Regions from separate parts of the Capra hircus genome. Here region 2 is linked to region 1. A link is a contact called in public Hi-C data. All regions are on one chromosome and are shown on one strand. Each heading gives the region's core, a stretch centred on a gene start, on an enhancer-like site or on the middle of the called end of the contact. The rest is flanking DNA. Distances are from core to core; before and after follow the strand shown.

Region 1 (6,435 bases), core at 515-3,014:
AGACTTTCCGCTGGGGCCAGTCTTGCAGGTGGGGCCAGGAGCTCAGGTCTTGGCCTGGTAACCCTCACACCTAGAGGTGAGAAAAGACAGCAGAAAACGAAGTGTCTGTGGCCTAAACGTTGGGATATCCCATAACTTAGTGGAAAGATGGGATCAGGAGTCTTAAAGCCTGATTTAACATTCTGACCTTGCTAGTTATCAGTGTGACTTTGGGCAGGTTATGCCTTCCTGCCACTCATCTGATCTATAAAATGAGAGAAGCAATGCCTACTTTGTAAAGGGTGGTCATGAGGGCAGAGTGAAGGCAGGTTGCAAAGTCTAAAGCACAGACCCAAATATGAGGGTACCCGCCTATGGATTTACCTGCCCTTAAGGAAGCAAGGTCTAACTGGGACAAGGGGGTCGCACATCATCTCCCGCCCTGTCAACTGGAACAGAGCCTTCCCTGCCCACCCCTGCTGATTCACTGGCTCACCCTCTATCTCCAGTATCTCCAAGGCCTCAGCTTTTTTTTTTTTTTTTTCTTTTTCTGGTGCAAAGGAGCTGGGAAATGCTGTGGCCAGTGCAGGAGAAGGGGCCTTTATGTATACCAGCAAAGACCCAATTGTTACTGAATCCAAACTGGACTGCTTTTCCCAATTATCTCCACTACTCTTCTGGTCTCTACTTTTTCTGATGCCAAGTTTTAACCCAGAACAAAAGCTCCTGTCGGGACTGATTTATAATCCAGATCTGCTGACAAGGCCCTAAAGGGTCCCTCCCCTCCAGGGCTGCACCATGCTTAAAGTTAGCACTCAAGCCACTGGGCCACCAGTCTCTTCACCTCTGCCCTTTGTCCCTAGCTAGGAGGTGGCATCTGTCTCCAGGTCCCAGTGGGGTAGCCTCCCTGGGGTTCTGCTGTTCACCCCCCAGCTCAGAGGACTAACTAGCTGGCAAGGAGGACAGCCCAGCACAGCCCAGGAGGCCAGAGCTACAAGGTACTTCTAGGAGCGGCTGTGGGCGGAGGCTCCCCTCAGCCCCTTTCATCTGAACATCAGGGCTCAGGTCACTTGCTCTTCAGCCTTCTAGCGGCACCAGGAGGAGTCATTTCCTGAGGGTACGCTCAGCACAACTGGAGTCGAGGGTGGTTTCACCCGGATCAGGACGAGGGGTCGCTGAGCGGGTCCCTTCTGGAGCCTGAGAAACAAGAGGCATAAGGTCTCCGGAGATTTGAGGCGGGGGTGGGGGGTGGGGGTGGGGGTGGGGTGTCCGTCTTCCTGGCTGGTGAAGTCCGTTCAGGTCTGATCGCAGGGCTCAGTGGGAGTTGAAGAAAGGAAACAGAATCGGGGGGCCAAAAGACCACTGGTGCGCCCCAAAGAGAAGCCTGGGATACTCTCCAGGAGGTGGCCCGCCCGCCTCCGTTCCAGTAACCATAGCGTGGGGAGCCTCTTAGATCCCTTCCCGAGCCGGGCTGCTCAGCTCGCACGGTTGGCTTAGGGGGACACTTCGGAAAAACCGGGTGAGTCCGATACCCGCCTTGCTAGGGCCCGATGTCCCTCCCCCGCCCCACCTCCCGGCGCGGTGGCGCAGATCTCTGCCGGGGGCCGCGGGGCGGCCTGGCACCGGGAAGGGCGGGGGTCCGAGCCCCCAGGCAGGGAGCAGGGAGGCGTGCGGGTCGCAGCCCCCTCCGGGGCGGGCCTTCGCGTCACGCCCCCGGCCTCCGACGACATCCCCCACCCCGCCTGACGTCAGGGGGGAGGTGGCGGAGAGCCTCGGCAGCGGCGGAGAAAGAGCCGGCGCCCGCCGCGGTGGCGCGGGGAGCCCGAGCCCAGGGGCGCCGAGCCGAGCCGGGCCGAGGGGCGGTGGCAGAGGGGCAGCGGAGCAGGGCGGGCAGGCACGCGCGGGCGGGCGGGCGGGCGGCGGCTCGCGGGCAGAGGCGGACCGTGGTCGGAGCCGAACGCGAGGGCGGCGCCCAGAGATTCGAGCAGCGAAGAAGAGGTGAGTGAGGCCGGGGTTGCACGGGGCCAGAGCCAAGGGGCTCTCCGGGGCCGCCGCTTTGTCCCCAGACTCGAGCAGGGGACGCTACACGCGCGAGGGACAGGGTCTGGGGGCGCAGGGAGGGGCGGCGGCGAGGACAGCTGTCCGCCCGAGCGCCTCCCTGCGCCTCCCGCGGGCTGCTTCGCGGGGGCTCGGGAGCGGGGCTAGTGGCGCCCGCAGCCCCAGCGTCCGGAGGCACGGACTGGCCAGGGGGGACGGGGCTCAGGGTTCGGGGGGGGTCCCTCGTACTGTCCGGTCCGCGCCCGCGATCTTTTCCAGGCCCCCGAACTGCCCCCGGCTCCCCCACCCCCGACGGAAAGTTTGGGGCGGGCTTGGACGGAGGCCGATGTTGTGAGATCGGATTTCCCTGCCGCGGCCCCCGGCCGCGCGCCCGCTCCGCTGGGGAGGCGGGCTGTCCTGGAAAGCCAGGCTCCAGAGCCGCGCCGCCCAGTCCCCGCCTGGAGCGCTCGCCCTGCAGCTGCTGGGGCGCCGTCCGCGGCCCGCCGCTCGGGGTGGGCAAGGGTGGGGGGCGCGCCGCCGGGACCCGCACCCCTCTACACACCGCCACCCCCGGGGCTGCCCGTTTCCGCCGCCCTGGGAGGAGTAGTGCCGGCAGAGCCTCGGAGCGCTGCGGGGTCCGGCCTGGGCCTGGGGTAAGGAATCGAGAGAAGGCTGGGAGTGTGTTGGGGGGACGGGTTGAGGGGTGAACGCATCCCCGCCCCCCTTCCACCCCCCGCCGCCCTTCCCGCGCTGGGGAACTGGGCCGACAGGGGGCGTCCGTCGGTCGGGCTCCGCCACGCTCCCAGCGCCTCCGCTTTGTTTGCATTCAAATCCCCGGAGCTGGGGGAGGGGAGAATCGCGGGGAACCCAGGACAGGGTCCCAACTGGACCCTTTGCTTTGGGGTGAACAGATCTTCAGCTTCTGTGTCTCTGTGCCCTGGAGGGCCGAAGCAGTGGACATTAATCCAGATGGCCTGCCCGGCCGGGGTCCCGGCGCGATCCCTGAGTTGGGAAGGCTCATCAGACCCCGGGAGAGCGCAGCAGGCGCTGGCCCTGCTCCGGGCGCCCCCGCGGTTCAGGAGGAACCCCCCGACGCTCCCCGCCAGGTCCTTACTTCCCCCCGCCCCCGCCTGAAAGCGCCGCAGGGAAGATCCCTGATGAGACCAGAGACCTGTCCCGCACCCCTCAGCCCGAGGGCTGGTGTCTCCTAGGAGGCTGTGCGTGGAACAGGATGAAGCCCCGGTATTTTCCACGCCCATCCCATTCCACTTCCTGCCTGCCTTCTTGGGCAACAAAGGGGCCTCGGGAAGCATGGGGCCCCTCCAGCTCCCGGCCCCACTTCAGCCCTGTGATGTGGAACGGGGTTTTGGGCTCTGCCCGGCTATTGTCTGCGCTGGGGGAGGGGAGAGGCTGGACCGCGACCCCCGCAGGCCTGATGCACCGAGTCCTCTCTGGGGGGCTTTTCCTACCGCCTGCCCCACTTACAGGTTCATCCCCTTTGGGCTGGCTGGAGCCCCAGTAGGGCCAGGTCCTGATCGCAGAGGTTATTTTAAGAAATCCTTCCAATCTGTCAGGCCCCAGTGGGGGAGGAGGGTCCTCGCTTTATTTTCTTAAACAACTTCCTGTAGAGGAAAAGTGGGGGAGGGCCGGAGGATCTTTGAGTGTCCACTCTTCCAGCTGACTCAGCTCTCCCCGTCCCCTCAGGGAGACCCCATGGTCCTTTGGAAGCTGTGGGGAAGAGGCCAGGTGTGGGAGGGGACGAGGTGGTGGCTCCCAGGGCTGGGGCGGCGGGGGGAGCCCTGGGCAGGCCTGATCAGACCTTCTGTCCTGTCCGTGCCTCCTGGCACGGCTTGTGCGGGCCCCCTTCCGGTCTGTTTTCTCTGGCTATGATTCTGACCCTTTCTCTTCCCCCAGCAGGGCAGCTGGCCTGGAGCTCAGAGCCGGGGCGTGTGCCATGGCCCCACACTGGGCCGTCTGGCTGCTGGTAGTGGAGCTGTGGGGCCTGGGCCTTGGGGCTGAGGTGTGGTGGAACCTGGTGCCCCGGAAGACGGTATCCTCTGGCGGTGAGTGTCTGAAGGCTTGGGAGCAGAAGGCCAGGAGGGACTGCTGGGGGAAGAGGGGTGCTAAGGAACTGCCTTCTGGAACGTCTGGCTTTATTCTGCAGTTGGGCTCAAGGCTCTCATGTACGTGACACAGCTTTCTAAGAAATGTGAGTGAGTGGCTCTAGGAACCCAGAACTGGTCGTCCAGGCCAGGATCTGGGGTGGCCCTCCTTATGCTTAGGACCTGGCTGCCTTGTTATCCAAGAGTGATCGTTCTGTGCCTCTCTCCCCACATCTCACTTCTGGAATTATCCCTAGCACTGAGAGCCTAAAGAGAGAAACCTGAGCCAAGATAAGCACGAAGCAAAGGGTGTTACCACCCACTCCCAAATTTTCAAGCTCTGTGCCCCCAGGAGCCCCCTTAGCAACCCTGATCCTGATATGATAGACTCTCTCCTTCTGCTGACCTGATACTCGTGCCATCTGATGGCCCTGGGTGGGGTGTGTGCGTGTGCACATGCTCCTGTGGGGGAGGGGGTCAGTGGCCTGACAGCCCTTCTGTGCACACACGCCTGTATGCAGAGGTGATGTCAGGTGTTTGTATCATCCCTGTGCTCTGGGGACCTGGGATGAGCTCACCTCCCACAGGCTCCTCTGTGCTAGCGAAGCCCTCCCTTGCTGGTCTGTGTCTGGGCCCATCGTTGGCTCCAGACACTAAGGGTGGTTTAGGGGGACCCTGAGGACAGTCCAGCAGCTATTTTGGGGGTTGACATGGGAATCCTGTGGCTACATGAATGTCGTGGCACCCTGCTCAACGGATGGCAACAGGTCTCCCCAGCCCCAGGCTGCAGCACTATCTCTGGTCCCCAGCCTCTGGTTTACCCCGCCCTCCCTGCCCTGGTCTCCACATTCCATGGCCCGCTCTGCTTGTACCCCTAGCAGCCTGCATTTGGGACCCACTGGAGGGAAGGGTTCTCTGAGACAAGGAATGCTCGCAACTTCCGTCCATCCTGCCCAGCTGGATCAAGGGCCAGGGCAAGGCTGGACCCTGGTGGGGGCAGCGGGCAGCAGAGCAGAGAAGGACGCAGCGGCGGAGGAAGCGAAGGCGGGATGGGGAGGTGGCTGCTGACCCTGAGAGTGAGAGCCACCAGGCTGATGGTTTCCTCTGGCTGAGATTTCCTTCCTTCCTTCCTCCTCTCCCGCCCAGATTTGCCTCCCTGGGTGGGGAAAGCCAGGGAGGCTTGGGTGGAGCTGTCAGAATCAAAAGCCTATTCAGAAAATGCCCCTTATTGCTGGTCAGAGGAGCTTGGCTGGCATCTGCTTGTGGGATGCTGGCTCTAATGTGCAGTGACCACTGCATAGAGGAGGGCTAATTCTGGGGGAGAGGGGATGCCTGGAGTCCCGGGAAGGTCCACTCACCCCAGCCCTGGTCACTCCGGCCTTGTCCCTGCAGAGCTAGCCACGGTGGTGCGGCGCTTCTCCCAGACGGGCATCCAGGACTTCCTGACGCTGACCCTAACCGAGAAGACGGGGCTTCTGTACGTCGGGGCCCGGGAGGCCCTGTTTGCTTTCAGCGTGGAGGCTCTGGAGCTGCAGGGAGTGGTGAGAGGTGGGGGAGCGGGAGGCACACAGGGGTGAGAGAAAGGACCTGGGGGCTTCGCTTGGACGGGCTGTCCCCTGGGCTTGGCCGCCCCCGCTCCATCCTCCCTGGTGAGCATGTCGCTTCGCCTGCAAGTCTGCAGCACTCGCTGGGACCGCTGTGCTGGGGGAGCAGGGGCCCTGGTCCTCTCTGGAATAAGCTCCCGGAGAGTGGGGACAGTGTCTTCCCACCCGGAGTCCCCATGTTGCTGCCACGAGCGGTGCTGATGACACATGCGTGGTGTGCACCTGCAGCGATGCTGACGTGTCCCCTCCCTGTCCTCAGATCTCATGGGAGGCGCCAGTGGAGAAGAAGGCTGAGTGTATCCAGAAAGGGAAGAGTAACCAGGTCGGCTCTCCAGGACCTGCTGGCGGGCGGGGGGCGCATGATGCACGCTCTTTCCGCTCCGTCCCAATGGTGGTCTGGGTCCCGGGGTCCCTGTGTTCCAGGCACTCAGACTAACAGATGCCCCTCTGTCCCCAGACGGAGTGTTTCAACTTCATCCGCTTCCTGCAGCCATATAACACGTCCCACCTGTACGTGTGCGGTACCTACGCCTTCCAGCCCAAGTGCACCTACATTGTGAGTGCTGCGCCCCTCCCCCAGCCCCCAGGCCTGTTCCTGTTGCATCCTCATGGCCGTGTCCCCTCCCCCAGGACATGCTCACCTTCACCCTGGAGCGGAGCGAGTTTGAGGATGGCAAGGGCAAGTGCCCCTATGACCCGGCCAAGGGCCACAC
Region 2 (6,237 bases), core at 2,622-5,121, 83 kb before region 1:
AAGCTTTCATCTTAGTGGCCTGGCAAAGGCGCAGAAACTGATGCCCTGTAAATAATGACACTCGGTGTTTATCCTTCTGCAGTCCAAGGGACTCTCAAGAGTCTTCTTGGGATTCCCGAGGCATTTAGAGACTTTGCCCCCTGGGACTGCTGCCCGTAAACTAGACCAGAGATGGGGGCTGGGAGATCCTGAGTTGGGGCTTATCAGGAACACACAGTCCAAGCAGAAGATCAGAATTCCGCCAGGAGCCCAGCATGCTGACTGAGGCTGGGGTCTTTGTTCTGTGCGATTCCCCCTTCTTGCTGATCCCCCGCCACCCCGCACCCTGTCTTCCTTCCTTCTTTTCCTATTGCCCTGTGTCCTTGCCCCCAGGGCTGGAGAATAGCACATTCTGACCATGGCCACTCCTTGTGGGAGCGGGGACCTCCCCTCCCTGGATCTTCAGGGCTGGCAGCTGGGGCTTTACGCCCAGCTGGGCCTGAGCAGCATCTGCCTCCAAGAGGAGGCTCTGCTCCTCCCTGCTCACCCCATGGCATTCTGACATTCTCAGGATAACTTCCAACCTTGGCGTTGGCTTTGGCACAGGCACAGGTGCCCGCTCGGATCCTGTGTCAGCATTCTCAGTTTGCCAGGGATTTTTTTGTACATCTAACCCTTATGACAGAAAGTGAAGAGGAACTAAAAAGCCTCTTGAGGAAAGTGAAAGAGGAGAGTGAAAAAGTTGGCTTAAAGCTCAACACTCAGAAAACGAAGATTATGGCATCTGGTCCCATCACTTCATGGGAAATAGATGGGGAAACAGTGGAAACAGTGTCAGACTTTATTTTGGGGGGGCTCCAAAATCACTGCAGATGGTGATTGCAGCCATGAAATCAAAAGACGCTTACTCTTTGGAAGGAAAGTTATGACCAACTTATACAGCATATTCGAAAGCAGAGATATTACTTTGCCAACAAAGGTCCATCTAGTCAAGGCTATGGTTTTTCCAGTGGTCATGTATGGAAGTGAGAGTTGGACTGTGAAGAAAGCTGAGCGCCAAAGAATTGATGCTTTTGAACTGTGGTTTTGGAGAAGACTCTTGAGAGTCCCTTGGACTGCAAGGAGGTTCAACTAGTCCATTCTGAAGGAGATCAGTCCTGGGTGTTCATTGGGAGGACTGATGCTGAAGCTGAAACTTCAATACTTTGGCCACCTCATGTGAAGAGTTGACTGATTGGAAAAGACTTATGCTGGGAGGGATTGGAGGCAGGAGGAGAAGGGGACGACCGAGGATGAGATGGCTGGATGGCATCACGGACTCGATGGATATGAGTTTGGGTGAACTTCAGGAGTTGGTGATGGACAGGGAGGCCTGGTGTGCTGCAATTCATGGGGTCACAAAAAGTCGGACACGACTGAGCGACTGAACTGAACTGAACCTCAGTGGATTCCGTAACCCGCTCACCTTCTCCCCCCGGGGGCCTCCCCACTTGCAGACCGTTCTCCTCCCTCGGATCAGGGTGGTCTGTGCCTGCCAGGCCTCTCCCTGCCCTTCCACCAAGCAGGAGGTTCCTCCTGCCATCTCTCTATCCTTCCCCTGAAGGGTGGCAGGGCTCGCGATCCAGCCAAGGTAAGGCAGCAGTGCCCTTTCACTGAGCACACTCACAAGGAGATTCCTCGCATCTCGTCTAGCTGAATTCTTTGACAGCTGTTTGCTTGCAGGCATGGCTGAACCACGCCCTTTGCTGCCTGTCTCTGACCCCTGATCCTACACACCAAGCCTAACTCAGCAGCCGTGAACCCCGAGGCAGACTGATCCTTCCTCTGGCAGAAACTGCACTGCCAAGTGTGTAGCAGAAGGGAGACGTCGTCAACCAAGAGGCGTCTCTCCCTCTGAGCAGCAGTTGGAAATGTGTTGATTTGAGCCGACAGGGGCTTGTAGAATCCATTCCCCTACAGAGAAGCTGGCGGGTGCCCCCTGAGCAGAATGCCAGAGCCAGCGTCGTCTTGGAGTCCCTGGAGCGCCGGCCTCCTTCCACATGGCCCCCAGCCAGGCCCTGCCAACCTGTGAGGCCCTCCAGACGCGGCTGGCTTGGCTGTAGTCTGCATTTGGGGGGCTGCGCATGAGCCACACAGGCATAGCCGGGTCAGCAGTTGGAAGTGGCTGTGTGACTGAGCATGTGGGGCAGAAATGGCGTGTGCCAGCAGCCCTGGGGTGCACACGTGTTTGTATGTACAAATAAAGGTCTGTTTTAGAATGGTCAGCTTCACAGACACAGGAACAAAGCTGCTTTCTCCTCTGAACTTAAATGATTTGGCGGGGTGGGGGGGGGGGGGTGGGGGGGGTGGGGGACGACACAATTTGTAAATTGCCTGGATATACTCAAAGAGACAGCAACTTGGCTTGGAGGAGCATCTTTGTTTTGGAGCATTCTGTTCCTGGCAGATTAAAATATGATGTCCTTTTTAAAAAGGAGGAGGAGGAGGAGGGTGAGCCGACCGAGGAAATTTCTATCTAGAGTCATGACTTTAAATGCCGTCCGAAATGTTCTTTGCCTGGATTTGGTTGTTAAAAAAAGAAGAATGGACATGAAGTTAACGGTTTCATTTATCTGGAATCCTTATTAATTGCTTTTAGGACATTATCTAGAAAGAGAGTAAAGAGGCATTCGCCAGACTCAGAGTATTAGGTTGTTGTTATTCAGTCGCTAGGTCGTGTCGGACTCTGTGACTCCATGGACTTCAGAATGCCAGTCTTCCCTGTCCTCCAGGGAGGATCCAACCCCAAACCCAACTTCCGCAGAATGCCAGGAGTACAGGAGGGGAGTGAAGTCCAGCACCTTCCACCAGAGGCCTGAAAATCACACGAAATCCGACTCCTCGTCCAGGGATCTGGGGTCCCATGGGTCCAGATGATCTCCCAGGGTGACAGTGAGCTCAAAGCAGAGCTCCTCCCCACGCCAGCAGCTCAGGGCAGGAGGGTGAGGCCTGACAGCCCGCCCTGAAATCACGGCCCCAGAAGCACGGGGTCCCCCCCCACCCGCCACCCCCGGTCAGGACCCTCGCGGTTCACGTGGTCTCCCAAGACCCCTCTGCCTCCCTGTTACTTCCTTCCCCAGATCTCCCCGCCCTGGGCCCCGTCTGTTCTTTTCCCGTCTTCTCAGGTGTCCCCTTTGTTTTGGAAAAACACAAGATGGGGCAGACATGCTCTGTGTAACCGGACCCAGACGCCGGCCCCACAGCGGGTAATCCTCTACCCCGGCTGCAGCCGGGCTAAGAGGCGAGGCTCCCGGGCACGCTTCTCATCACAGCCCAGACCCTTCTCAAAACTGGTGAGCACCTCAGTTTCCCGCTCCATCAAGCAGGAAAAACAAACTGTGCTCCCCAGCCCTGTGCGTAAAACTCAGAGGGGAATTTCCCTGGCGCTTCCCCTGCCAGGCACCCGGGTTCTAGCCCTGGCGGGGAGACTAAGATGCTGCAAACCTGGCAGGGCGCGGCCAAAAAAAAAAAAAAAAAAAAAGCGAACGACATTGTGAGACGTGTTCGTGGACAGCAGATGATTCTGAATGGCGCTGTGGGTTGTTTTCTGTTCTAGCAGCTGCCTGCCCTGAGCGTCTTTGTCCAGAGCGGTGACCGCTTCTAGTCCCGGGAAAGCTCGGACGCCCCCGCTCAGCCTCGCTGAGAGGGTCACGGAGGAGGGTCGCCTCCCTGACCCCCCGCTCTGTCCTTCTGCCCCCGCAGCTCCTCGCCGGCCCGGCAGCTCACCTTCCTGCGCCAGGGCCTCCTGAGCAGCGTCTACCTGCCCGTGGGCGACCGCCCCATGCCCCTGCTCCGGTGGCTGTTACAGGTGAGGACCGCGACTGCCGCTAGGTGGCGGGAGCGAGCCGGCCCAGCACCCGGGGGAGGGCCGCCGGCCGGCGGGGCGGGGCTCCCATCCTCCGGCCCGTGGGGCTGCTGGGTTGGTCCTCGCTGAGGCTGGAGGAGGGAGGGAGACTTGTGATGGAGTCAGGAAGGGGCAGGCACCGGCCTGTAGCCTCACGCCGGGACCCCCCAGCGCGTGTGCCTTGCACGGTGTTGCCTCTCTGTGATTCCCGCTCAACAGGTGCTCCCATTGTGTGCAGGCTGTTCTCCAGGCTCCTGGTCTGGGCCCTCGTCCAGCGGCCTTGCAGGTGTGAAGGCCCTCGTAGATCTGGAGCTGGGGTGCTCGCTGTGGAGTTGTGGTTCAGCTGGAAAAGCCTAGAACAGCTGCTGTCTTCCCCCCGCCCCCTTCCTTTCTGGTCACTGCCAGAACATTTTGCCTTGGCGGAACATGCTTTCTGCCCTAGGCTCAGAACCCTCACATGGAGAAAGACAGTGAGGAGAAGCCAGCAGGGAAAGCCCAGGCACCAGCTGCTGGGATCTGAATGCAGGGCACGGGGATGAGGCCTTGATCCCCACCCCGGACCATCTCTGCTGGGGACAGCAGGTCCCAAGCTCTAGCTGGTCTCATTCCTGCCAATTGGAGCCTAGACCCCAGCTGTAAATTAGACCCGCATTGCGAGGCAGATCGTTCTTGGGACTCCTCAGCCTCGGCAGACTGGCTGCCTTCCAGAAACAGCCCTCCAGCTCTCTCTCCTTCCCACTGGGGTCCTTCCCCATTGCCCCCCCTGCCGCTCCCCTAGGCCCCGGGCGACACAGGGGACACAGTGGCCATTCTTCCCTGTCCTGTCCTGCAGCTTTTCTCTGCCTGCACAGCACACGACAGACACAGAGCCGGTCTGAGATGCTGGCCACAGAGGGTCCTTGTGTGACCCTGGCACAGCATGGAGTGCACGAGCCCCGCCTGGTCTCCCCCCAGCCTCTGTCGCCTGTGGGGAGAAGGGGAGCCCCGCCTGGTCTCTCCCCAGCCTCTGTTGCCTGTGGGGGGAGGGGTGCGGCAGCAGAGGACCCCCAGCCCTGCGTCTCCACCCAGTACTGTGTGACGTGGGCCGTCATTTAACAGCAGCTCTGTGTCTCCGTCTCTCACTCGGTAAACTGGGCTCAGCAATCTCGCGTGAAGGTCGAGTGGGGAATTCCCGTGGCCTGCCTTGTCCTTCTGGTCCCGCCCGCTGCTCTGCTCAGGGCCTGGACACCATCGGGAAGGGTCAGGCTTTCCATCTTCAGAAAGGAGAAACAAAAGCTGAAGTCGGATCCATGCAAGGGGTGCACTTGGCCTTGGGGACGTCTTCTCGGGAAGACCCTGCCCAACATCTCTATCTCTGGAGGGAAGAAGGAGCAGGGCATTGATGTCTGCCACTCAGGGGACCACCCCGCAGGCCTTAGGGTGGGCTCTGACGCTCACTTCCGAGGTTCGGGTTCTCTTGCCGCTTGGAGCTCCTCTTCCCGCAGCAGCAGTAGCGCTCGTTCTCTCGCAGACCTCGGCTGAGGCCTGGCTGCACGCTGAGCTGCAGGGACAGGACGATTCTGGCAGCGGTGGCCCAGGTGTCCATTGAGGGCTTCCCCGGTGGCGCAGTGGTGAAGAATCCACCTGCCAATGCAGGAGACCGGGGTTCCATCCCCGGGTCGGGAAGATCCCCTGGAAGAGGAAATGGCAACCCACTCCAGTATTCTTGCCTGGAGAATCCCCGTGGACAGAGGAGCCTGGCAGGCTACGGTCCATGGGGTCTCAAAGCGTCTGACACGGCTGAGTGACACGCGCACACACACATCTCAGGTAGACATGGCTCCCTGTACTTCACGCTGTTGGTGAGGACTCCAGTTCAGAGAAGCGCAAATCCATGGGGGATCCCCGACGGTGCTGGGGGCCTCCTGTGAAGCTGCAGGGGTGATTCGTGGGATCCAAGGGCTGGGACAGCGCTGGGCCTCACAGGAGCTGGAATCACACTGGAGACAGGTCAGGATCTTAGGACAGACTTTGGCTTCTCTCTATGCCCCAGGCTCTCCATGGTCAAATAAACCCCCAGGAAGAAGAGTTAATTGGCCTATGAGGGGTTAAGGGACCACCCCCAAGCAAAGGCAGCTAGGGGAGCAGGGCCACAGGGCTGCTGAGGGCCCACACACATACCTGGGATTAATTCTACAGTCAGAGGTTGGGGGGTTAGACTTCTCCAATCCTGCTCCCTCAACTGCATCTCCAGAAGGGCCATCCTGAGTCCCCATGGGAACCAGTTCCTGCTGCCTGCCGGCCTCCCTGCTCCCGGGGCTTTGGCGGGGTGAACAGTGGGTACTGGGGGAGTAGGCTTCAACCTTGCATGCGTGCTCAGTGACTTCAGTTGTGTT

Evidence for each region. Hi-C and Micro-C count contacts between places; a contact is called where the count stands out from the background.
Region 2: a contact with region 1 is called in a Hi-C map of blood, with 5 times the contacts expected there. The contact joins the enhancer-like site here to the promoter of SEMA4C in region 1. A contact is called at or near these places in 2 of 5 Hi-C or Micro-C datasets (both in blood).

What each region holds. Positions count from the first base shown.
Region 1 is chr11:2,743,922-2,750,356 of ARS1.2, reverse strand. SEMA4C (semaphorin-4C) reads left to right here and starts at 1,764. Exons shown (of 15, transcript XM_018054872.1): 1 at 1,764-1,977; 2 at 3,931-4,079; 3 at 5,511-5,659; 4 at 5,982-6,044; 5 at 6,180-6,278; 6 at 6,353-6,435. The coding sequence starts at 3,971.
Region 2 is chr11:2,829,000-2,835,236 of ARS1.2, reverse strand. No RefSeq gene overlaps it. Among named protein-coding and RNA genes, the nearest start is that of FAM178B, 33 kb to the right of the region's middle. Within about 2 kb of position 3,871, at least 3 of the 5 cell types and tissues checked have an H3K27ac peak or open chromatin away from gene starts, as enhancers often do.